Regions from separate parts of the Mus musculus genome. Here region 1 is linked to region 2. A link is a contact called in public Hi-C data. All regions are on one chromosome and are shown on one strand. The core of a region is the stretch at or near the end of the contact, and the rest is flanking DNA. Distances in the headings are between cores, read along the strand shown. Region 1 holds the start of Inip (INTS3 and NABP interacting protein). Region 2 overlaps E130308A19Rik (RIKEN cDNA E130308A19 gene).

Region 1 (5,091 bases), core at 1,152-3,651, 36 kb before region 2:
TGATTTCAAGGGTTACTAGTCACAAAAATCAAAGGCAAAACAATTGGCCATGAGTAAAATTTATCTTTCTGCTGATCATGTTCCCCCTTTTTAGTCATACTGAACTGGTCAGGGAACTACGAATTGTTTTAGAGGAACTTTCTTCCACTCCTTAAACAATGTTCTTTTAGAATGCCCACTATTTTAATGTGTTATTATTTTAACTACTGTGTAGGCAGTTATAATAGTAAGATGTATGTATTCACGAGGTCATGATCAGGGGAGTAAACATTTTCAGCTGTTAACCCTTTTATTTCCCCCGTTTGGGAATTAAAGAGATTCCTGTGCCCTGGTTCTTGCACTGACTACTTGCGCAACAGGAAAAAAAAAATTCTCCTAAGAATAGAGATCTTATTTATTTTTTAAGTCAGCCTCGGCCTCACCAGGACCTTTTAACTGAAAGAATTTGTTAGGATTTTAAAGCTTGAATAAAGCTGTGTTTTCCCAGCAGATCACAGAAGAGACTCAAACTTTATTACCAACATGCTTTATATTTTCATTAGTTACTGGAACTGGATGTGAAGGCTCAGGCCTGTAAGTGCCAGCATTCAGGAAGTTGAGACAGGAGTTTTCCCATCTGCAGCCTGGGCTACAAAGTGAGTTCAAGGACAGCCTCTGTGTATCAAAACCCTGTCTCAACGGGGGTGGGGTGGGGTGGGGAATCACAATGAGCTGGTTCCAGAGGAATCCCTAATACTTTGACCCTTTAATGCAGTTCCTCACGTTGTGGTGACTCCAGACATAAGATTATTTTCTCTGCTGTTTCATAACTGTAATTTTGCTTCTGTTATGAATCATAGTGTAAATATCTGATATGAAGGATACCTTATATGTTATCCCTGTACACAAGTTGAAAACTGCTATTCTAGGGCAAAGACAATATTCAGAAGTTAAGAATTTGGTAGAGTTTTGGGGTTTTAGCTCAGCTCATTGCTGGATACAATGTAGTAACACCTCTGCTTCCCATATACAAATCACAGGAAGGCATAAACTAATGTAGAGCAAGCACCTAGCACGTGGAAAACATGCAACAATTTTTTTTTTCTGTGAACTAAGTAAATCTTTGGTATTGAACTTACTGTTTCAGTCCTGGACTGTGCATTGTAAACATTAGCAAACATCAATTATTATTTTAGAAATAAGGTTTAAGTAGTCAATACTGACCTTAAACTTGCTATGTTCCTTGTTCAAGCTACATACCTTGGACAAAAGATCCTCTTCCCACTAAATTCCCAAGGCTGGATTAAGAAGTATACACTACCATGCCCAATTTTATGTGGTGTGAGGTATCAAATTCAGGGCCTCCTGTGTCCTAGACAAGGACTCTACCAATTTAGCTACATCTCCAACATCCCAAATATTAATTAAGAGCACAGGTGCAAGTTGTGGAGAGTGGTTGATAATCACAGAACAAATACACCTTAAAACATATTTATGTCTTTTGCATTTCTGTTTATTTGTTTGTTTGTTTGCAAATAGGGTTTCTCTGGGTAGCCCTGGCTGTCCTGGAACTCGCTTTGAAGGTTGGCCTTGAATTCATAGAGCTATGCCTGGCTCTGCCCCCCCCCCCCCCCCCCCACGCCACCACCGCCTGGCAAACGCTTTTACGTCTTAAGGTAAACGTCTGGATTTAGCGTGAGGCTATGCAGCATAGGGTAACTTCCAGTAGCATCTTGGTGTGGCGTTCACTCTTTTGTTTGTTTGCTTTTGAGTCGGGGGTTTCTCTGTGTAATCCTGACTGTCCTGGAGTTTGCTATGCAGACCTGGATGGCCTCAAACTTCGAGAGATCCGAGATCCGTCTCTGCCTCCAAGAGTGCTGGGATCAAAAGCATGCCTCACTGCTCTCAGCCGACACTTTCATTTTTAAAATTCAGATTATGCACACTAGTGAAAACTTGTACCTATTTAGTGCTCACCTTGTGTATAATTATTGACTCAGACGGTAAACAACAAAAATATTCCTGGGATGGTTGTTAAAACCTGAAAGTGTGCTCAACCTCCCTCTGAAGCTCTACTGAAGTGGATTAACATCAGGGTTAAATAAATCCTGACAGACAGACAGACAGACAGACAGACAGACAGACAGACAGACAGCTAATCTCCTGCAAACCTGAAGGGGAAAAAAAAAGAATCAATTTAGGTGCTAGGGACCCTGCTCTATTCCTGCCAATCAGCGTTTGGCTCCGCCCCCAATTGTACGGCCTGCATCTCCCGTGAGCCTCTTCGACTGTCATTCTTCGGAAGGGAAACCCTTTCCGGCCGAAGAAACGCTTAAACTACGAATCACTTGGGGTAGCGTCCGTTGCGTCCAGTCGATAGGCGGGACTTCCGCTTCCAGGGGGCCCGTCAGTCAGGAGGCGGAAGTTGGTGCCGGCGGGAAGGTTGTAGCGCGGTGCATTGCTGCACTCTCGCCGGGTTCTGCGTGGGCGCGCCCCCCTGCACGGCTGCGACCGGACAGCGAGCTTTCTCCAGGCTCCTCGCATTCCGGGTAAGTAAAAAGGACTGGTGACGCCAAGAGAAGGGTGGCCCGAACGCTGGCCACGGGGCAGCGGCCTCGCGCGGCATAGTGTGCGAGGGTTTCTCACTTCCCGTTGGGTTTCGCCCACCCCGCGCGCGGGCGGGGACTCCTGGGTCACCCTGACCCTTTCTCAGGGTGGCCTTGATAGCCTTCGGTACGAGCTCGGCTTCGCCCATGCCGTGCTCCAGCCCCAGCCGTGGGAGACGCGAGTCCTTTCCACCCGGCATCTGCTTAGAGCTCGTGTCTTCGCTCAACAATAGTTCTCTACTTCCGCAATCCCGTTCGCGCCTTGTTTTGTTTTGAGTCAGGGTCGGGCTGTGTAGCCCTGGTTGGCCGGGTACTCGGGGTTCTTCTGCCTCATCTTCCAGAGGGCTGGAATTACCGCTATGCGCGGTCACGTTTTTAAAGAGCACATTTGTTAAATTAGTTTTCCTTCCCCCGCCCCCTCCATCCCCAATCCCGTGTGATTACTTGAATGAAACTCAAGGGTCGAGGAGTTTGTCTTGTGATTCCGGCGTGGCCAAATGCAAAACTTTTATTTCTAAACTTAGAGATGAGCAGGCTTGGGGTTGGAGAGGTGGCTCAGCCGGTAAGAGCACTTGCCCAAGCATTAGGGTCTGTGTTGGAATCTCCCGGCATCCATGGCCGAAGACAGACACCTGCACCCCAGAGCTGAGGGAAGGCAGAGACGGAGGATCGGTGAGGGTGGCAGCCTAGCTCCGGGCTCAGTGAGAGACCCTGTTTTCAAGGGAAGAAGGTAGAGAGTGATAGCACAAGGCATCTGATGCCTTTTCCTGCCCTGCTCACACATGCACCACACACACAAAGGAACCAGGAGTCCAGGTTTCCTTACTAGTTTTGTGACTGTTGGCCTCCACGTACATAAAAATGCTCATTAAAAAACATTTTTGGGGACACATCTTACACAATATATGGCGCAGAGTAGATACTTGTTAGGTTGGTTGGTTCTTTCTTTCCTTCTTTCTTTCACCAGCACAGCAAATGCTGGAATTTGTTTTTTAAATGAACGGAGAGTGCTTTTTATAGAATTTTATTTTTCTTCCTAGCACTGATTATGTGGATACTTTACAAAAGGTTGATATATTTGGTAAATACATCTTGATGATGTAAATTAAAAGTTATGCTAAATGTTGGTATTAACAACTTAAGTCCTAGAAAAAAAAAATGTTCATTTAATGAAGTGCATGAGGAATTTGCAGAGCTAAATTTCTGATTTAAGTCTGTGTTTTTTACGTGTATCTTTCTTAAGAGACTAAGAAACCAAACTCAGCCTAGCTGTTCTTTTTTGAGTCTGTAATTTAAGGCCAGTGCATTTTATGTGTGCACAAAAATTTTTTTACAGATGATTGTAAAGTCCTGATCAGTGGCCACTGAATATAATTGACCCAGAATAGGAAGATGGCAGCAAATCCTTCAGGACAAGGTAATGCATGCTGGGACTTCTGTTATTACTAGGAACGTTCTCCCATACAGTAAATATATTTGAGGTAGAGAAAATTTAGTATAGAGCAGTTACTGCATCCAGAATTATGAATAGCAAAGTGGAATCTCCCAATTTAAAATCAGTTTAGCACTGTATTAGCAACATATTTTTTAACATTACTAATTCTTTACTTTAACCTGTCAAGATTAGTGATTCACATCGTAAACTTTTTTCCTTCTATTTACTTTTGTATAGCGTGCATCTGTGTATCTGCATGTTTGCATGTGTATGGGTGCATGTGTGTGTAGGGGTGGGCGTGCATGTGGAGACTAGAGGTTAACATCGAGGATCATCTTCCAGCACTTTGCACCTAATTCATTGAGGCAGGGTCTCTCAGTCAAATCCAGGGCTTGCCCATTGGCTACTCTCGCTAGCCAGCTTTCTCTACCGTTCCCCTCTCTGCCTTCCAAGGCTGAAATTATGCTACATATATGTGGGTTCTCGGGATCTAAACCCTGGTCCTCATGATTTTTGGGAACAAGTGCTTAACCACTGAACCACCTCCCCAGCCCACATCATAAACTGTATCCTCTGGCATCTGTTTTCTTGCTTTTAAAACCGTTGTCAGATAATAACCATGCCTTTATCTTCATTGCTATAAAAGTTTCAGTCATTTCACCTGTTACGTTTTTAATCAAATCAGGTTAGGTACAAGTTGCTGTTAAGGAAATTTTTAAAAAATGTTTTGTTGAAATAAAAATGTATTCACGTGTTTTTAGCTTTCTGAGGGCTATGTCTTGGACTTGTGTCAACCTCTTAATTGCTTAGGCTTACAAGTATGGCCAGATTCTTTTTTTTTTTTTTTTTTTTTTTTTTTTTGAGACAAGGTATGTAGTCTTGGCTGCCTGGAACACACTATGTAGACTAGGCTGGCCTCCAACATAGAGCTCTGCCTGCCTCCCTAGTGCTGGAATCAAAAGCATGTGCCACCACACCTGGTAAAGGTATTAGCTATCATTTTGTAAGTATTTTTATGCCAATAATTGAAACAGGTCTCTTTCCACATCAGGCCCGAACCATTTGACTTTT
Region 2 (4,981 bases), core at 2,202-4,701:
TACAAAACAAATTCTCGGTAAACAAACTGATTACATATCCCAAAAGCTAGAAAAGTAGATCAAATTCATAAATAGTAAAATAAGCCAATAAAAACAAAAGTCTAAATTAATAAAGGACAAAGGGGAAACATCAACCTTTGAAAAGACCTATCGAGTTTTGTTTGCTTGTCTCTTTTTTATTTTTTTTCAAGACAGGGTTTCTCTGTGTAGCCCTGACTGTCCTGGAACTCAACTCTATAGACCAGGCTGGCCTCGAACTTAGAAATCCGCCTGCCTCTGCCTCCCAAATGCTGGGATTAAAGGTGTGTGCCTGGCAAGACCTACCAAGTTGATCAAGTCCTGTCAAGTCTGATAGGAAGAGAAAAAGCATAGAGGTAGCCTTCAGAATATTCAGAACAAGGCCAACATAAAGTGAGAGGAACGAACACTGCATGCTTAATGTGCATTAGTTTGAAAATCTATGTAGTCTGAATGATTTTATTTTGTTTAGTGTGCACGTCTTTTCCTCTGGCACAGAGAAATTAAAACCAAATGGAACTGTGCTCAGCCTCAGTAGGATGATTGGAGTTAGGAAAAAGAAAAGAGATGATAACAAATATGAGTTGGTATGGAAGGAAACTGGAACACTCATACGCCTTTATGGGAATGGAAAACAGTGCAGTTGCTTTGGAAACCGCCCGTTCCCTCGATCTAAGCCATATACACCAAAGGGCTGACAGTGTATGCCCAAACAACAACAAAATGATGTATAAAGTTTTACTGTTGTGTTTTCCATGATGACCAAAGTGTGGAAAAAACGTAAGTGCCCACCAGTAGGTAAGTAAATAAACAAAATGAGGCACATACATCTGCATGGTATTTTCTTCAGCAAAAAAAAAAAAAAAAAAGAAATCTTCAAATGTTATGCTAAATAAAGCTCACTTTTCCCACTTCAGACACAGAGAACAAGTAAGTCATAAAGCGCAGTGAAGACTCGCCTAATCGACAGAACCCCGAGTAAGCAGAGTCCCAGGCAGATGGCAGGGGAGCAGTTGCCAGGGCTGGGGCAAAGAGGGAAGGAGAGCTGTGTTATTTTATATTATTTAGTGATACAGAGTTTCTATTTGGAAGGATGAAAATAGAAATGAATGAACAATTCAATGCCGACCATCATGGCAAAGAATCTGAAGGGTGCAGCAGTGGCACTTCTATCTGGTAAGTAACAAGAGTGTCTAACTGGAGTTAATGCCAGATCATTGGGAGAGAATTATGCCTGCTGCTGTAAACCCATGTAAAGCCATGGCTGATGACCCATGGCTACTGAGGTCATGGACCCCACAGAGAACCTACTACTGTGATTTTCCTAAACCAGTGTAATTTCTAACCACAGCCTACATACTTATCCTTATAGCCACAGCTAAGCATATCTCTCATCCCTTATCAAAACAGCTTCTCTTTGCAGCAGATGAAGACCATCACGGAAATCCACAAAATGGGAGAGCTGCCTGTGGGGTCCCCAGCCCCAAGTGACATGTATACAATACAGTCTCTACCCTTTAGGCTTTGGAAACATCGTGGAAAAGAGCAAGGGAAGATTCTCAGAGCCAGAGGTCAGGGCGTCTGTTGTGAGATAAGTAGTACTTCTGTATAGGACAGTGAAGCTGTACCCATGAAATCTCACATTTATAAATGGTCTTCTAAAGGAGACCTCATGGATGGGAGAAATCCTACAAGGTCCCACCCCTAGAAAAAGAGCTACAGGCAACAAATGGCTGCAGAGAGAGGGAGAATCAGTCTGCTCTAGAGATGAGCTCCAAGATAGGTCCACGTGTCAGTCCTTAACACATGCACATAGACGCAACACTAAATGGACTCAGCAGATCATGTATGTGTGTGTAATATACATGTGTGTGTGAAAGAAAGGTACAAAATTTGAGTCCATTTTGTGAGACCACAGAGTTTCCTAATATAGACACATAGAAAACACACACACACACACACACACACACACACACACACCAATAATTAGAGAAGACGTCATGAATTTGAGATGGAGTTGGAACATGACAGGAGTTGCAGGGGGTGAGAGGAATCACAGTAAGGAGAGATGGAAATGATAAGCACAATATTATGTGTGGAACCTCAAAAAAGTAGAAAAAATTACATTAAAAAGAAGTCCAAGTGTCCACTTTTATATTATGTACACTTTACATACGGAGGCAGCTCCCTCTGATCTCAGGCAGCCTGGGGTACGTAGCAGGTAGCACAAGCCAGTCAAGGCTGTATTTTTCCAGGCGGTTCCGCGGTTCAGGATGCTGAGATTACATGTGTGGGTCGCCATGCCTTGCTAGGTCACAGCTATTAGTCACAGTCATCCTTACATGACAGAAGCCAAGTTTATAAGCTGCTGCCAGCCTTTCTCCATATGACACAGTAAGCTGACTCTCAATAGTTAAAGTAAAATTACTTTTTGCAATTTTTTTAAGAGACTAGACACCTTGGGAATGGGAAATATTTGACAAGTCTGGAAACAGGCCAGAATGCGCTGCTTCTTCTATTGCAAGCAATACACCCTGTGTGGGTCGATGCTTCTGGAACTGCCTTATTAAGCGTGTAGTATTTCATGGAAACCAAGAAAAATGTTCTATGTGTGTGGAGTGCTCCTGATACTCAGATTAAGTCATTGACATGACACGTTCGTCAGCACAAACCCCGATGGCGAGCTACTCCGGCTTCTTGTTGGTGCTGGTGGGGACCTGGTCATGAATTTGTGCAGCTCTCGTCTTTAAGGAGCTTTGGGACCATGTGAGGCAGTGGCAGGCAATCTGAGAAGATCCCTCCACTGGAAAGCACAGTGGCTAACCTTCCTCCTCAGCTGGACTAAGGGACGCCAGGGCACTAGTGTAGGTGTTTCTAGGGCATTGTAGGCAGCACCAATCATGGGGTCCAGGACTGAATCAAAAAGGGGGACAGGAGGGCTGGGAATGGAGTTCAATAGGTCTATTGCTTGCCCAGCATGCAGAAGCTCTGGATTCTGTCCCCAGCACCACATATGCCAGAAATGAAGGCAGGGGCTCAGAAATAGGGGAAAAAAGGGGCGGGGACTCCTCTGCCCTGACTCACTCAGTTGTAAATAAGAAGCCTCTTGCCCTGATACCATTCCTTACCGTTTTTCTACATCAAGTGGCTCCTTGTGTGGGACTGGTCATGGCGACCAGAAACATAACTAACACAGAACTGTAATACAGATGCAAAGGCCATGGGACCCAGGTGACAGGGGGGACGGAGTTTAGGAATGGCAGAGACAGAACTTGGACTCATTCTGTGAGACCACATAGAATGTTTCCGAATACACTCACAGAAGAGAAGGCATTTTAGGCAGAATAGCAGCAAGTTTGTTGGTGAGAGATGGCTGACACAGGAAAGGGCTGCAGCTGTGTCCCTGTCCCTGAGCAGTGCCGCACAGGGAGCCAGCCCACAAGGTCAAGAGGGTGGGACTGATCTCCAGGGCAAAGGAAGCTATGAGGGTGGTTTTTCTTGCAGTTGCTTCTTTTGAATCCTCCTAGGAATTGGTTCCTCTGATCTACGTTCCCCTGTCTGGCACGTGGTTCTTCACAGAATCCTTTCTGGGTTTTCGTAAGGTTGGCAGTAATATGCCCCTTGTTACTGCTTTTGGCATTTTACATTCTTTTATATTGTTTAATCTTAATTCCTTTTCTTTTCTTCTTAAAAAAAAAATGAGGCAGTGTCTCACTATAAACTCCAGGCTGTCCTTTAACTCGCAATCATCCTGCCTCTGTCTCCGCAGTGTAGCAGCAAAGGCACGAACCACCACACCCAGTTTACCCCACTTTTCAGGCATAACCTTACTGTATGCTACGTTCCAGAAAGTCTTCCGGTCTTGCTTGCAAATTGTTATCTTGTCATCTGAATCTAAAACTGTTTTTTTTTTTTAATTTGTTTTGTTTTTTGGGGGGACAGAATGTTTGAAGTAGGCCTGGGAAGACTGGAACTCACTACGTGGCTGAGGCTGACCTTGAACTTGCCACAATCCTTTGGCCCCAGTCTCCCAAGTGCTGAAACTACATGTGTGCCACCAGGCCCAACCCAGACCTGCTTTTCAAGTTATTTCAACATCATATTTATTGATTGATTTATACCTTTTATATTTGTATTTTATTCATAACATAAACATTTAGAGTAACCTATATTTTTCCTATAAAAACTACTTTTGCTGCATTTTTTACTCCTCCATATTTGATTATATACATATCTTCTATTGTTTAAATTTGTTTGTTCGTGGGGGTGGGGGTTGAGACACGGTTCCTCTGTGTTGTCCTGGCCATCTTGGAATTCCTTGGTAGACCAGGCTGGCCTCAAACCCAGGGATTCATCTGCCTCTGCCTCCTGAGTGCTGGGATCAAAGGTGTGTGCCACTACTACCTGGCTTATTAATTAACATTTGGGGAGCAGGCCCAGGAATAATGCACCATTACATGAAAATCTAAATGGCAGAATGAGCACTCTGAGTCATTCTGGTCAGCACAGTCCTAGGTCTAGAGGACCCGCGGCTCCAGGCAGCATCCTTTGGTGCCCATTATAATGTGATAAGGACATACAGCTGAAGAGACCACTTACTTGCCAGATAGAAAGAAATAAGTTTATGACTGACCAGAAAACCTCTTCCCTGCTGGCTAGTTTCCATAGTGTCAGAAGGTTCTATACAGCCAACTGGGGGAGAAAAGACATCAGTGGTCTTATGTATAAAATCCTCAAATTATAGATGAACTATTTTCATATGTAAACCAGGAGTAACCCTTGGAGTTCAGAGTTTGCTGAGAATTAAAGTTGATGCTTAACTGATTTATATTTTCTCAATGAGCCTGTGGGGCGATGGACTCAGAAAACACTGTGAGACCAAGTGACCATAATCAGCTCCTTAATATTCTATAGCCACAGGCTCACCCTCATTGAACATTAACCATATACTTGAGAGATGCAA

What was found. Hi-C and Micro-C count contacts between places; a contact is called where the count stands out from the background.
Region 1: a contact with region 2 is called in a Hi-C map of large pre-B cells, with 1.7 times the contacts expected there. The contact joins the promoter of Inip here to the enhancer-like site in region 2. A contact is called at or near these places in 1 of 39 promoter capture datasets (macrophages), 1 of 484 Hi-C or Micro-C datasets (large pre-B cells), 4 of 115 datasets of contacts at active chromatin or transcription factors (embryonic fibroblasts and embryonic stem cells) and 2 of 9 other capture datasets (adipose tissue and liver).

Annotation. Positions count from the first base shown.
Region 1 is chr4:59,781,165-59,786,255 of GRCm38.p6, reverse strand. Inip (INTS3 and NABP interacting protein) reads left to right here and starts at 2,401. Exons shown (of 5, transcript NM_001013577.1): 1 at 2,401-2,528; 2 at 3,922-4,002. The coding sequence starts at 3,978.
Region 2 is chr4:59,745,876-59,750,856 of GRCm38.p6, reverse strand. All of the region lies in intron 3 of E130308A19Rik (RIKEN cDNA E130308A19 gene), which reads right to left. Among named protein-coding and RNA genes, the nearest start is that of Inip, 35 kb to the left of the region's middle. Within about 2 kb of position 3,451, at least 7 of the 459 cell types and tissues checked have an H3K27ac peak or open chromatin away from gene starts, as enhancers often do.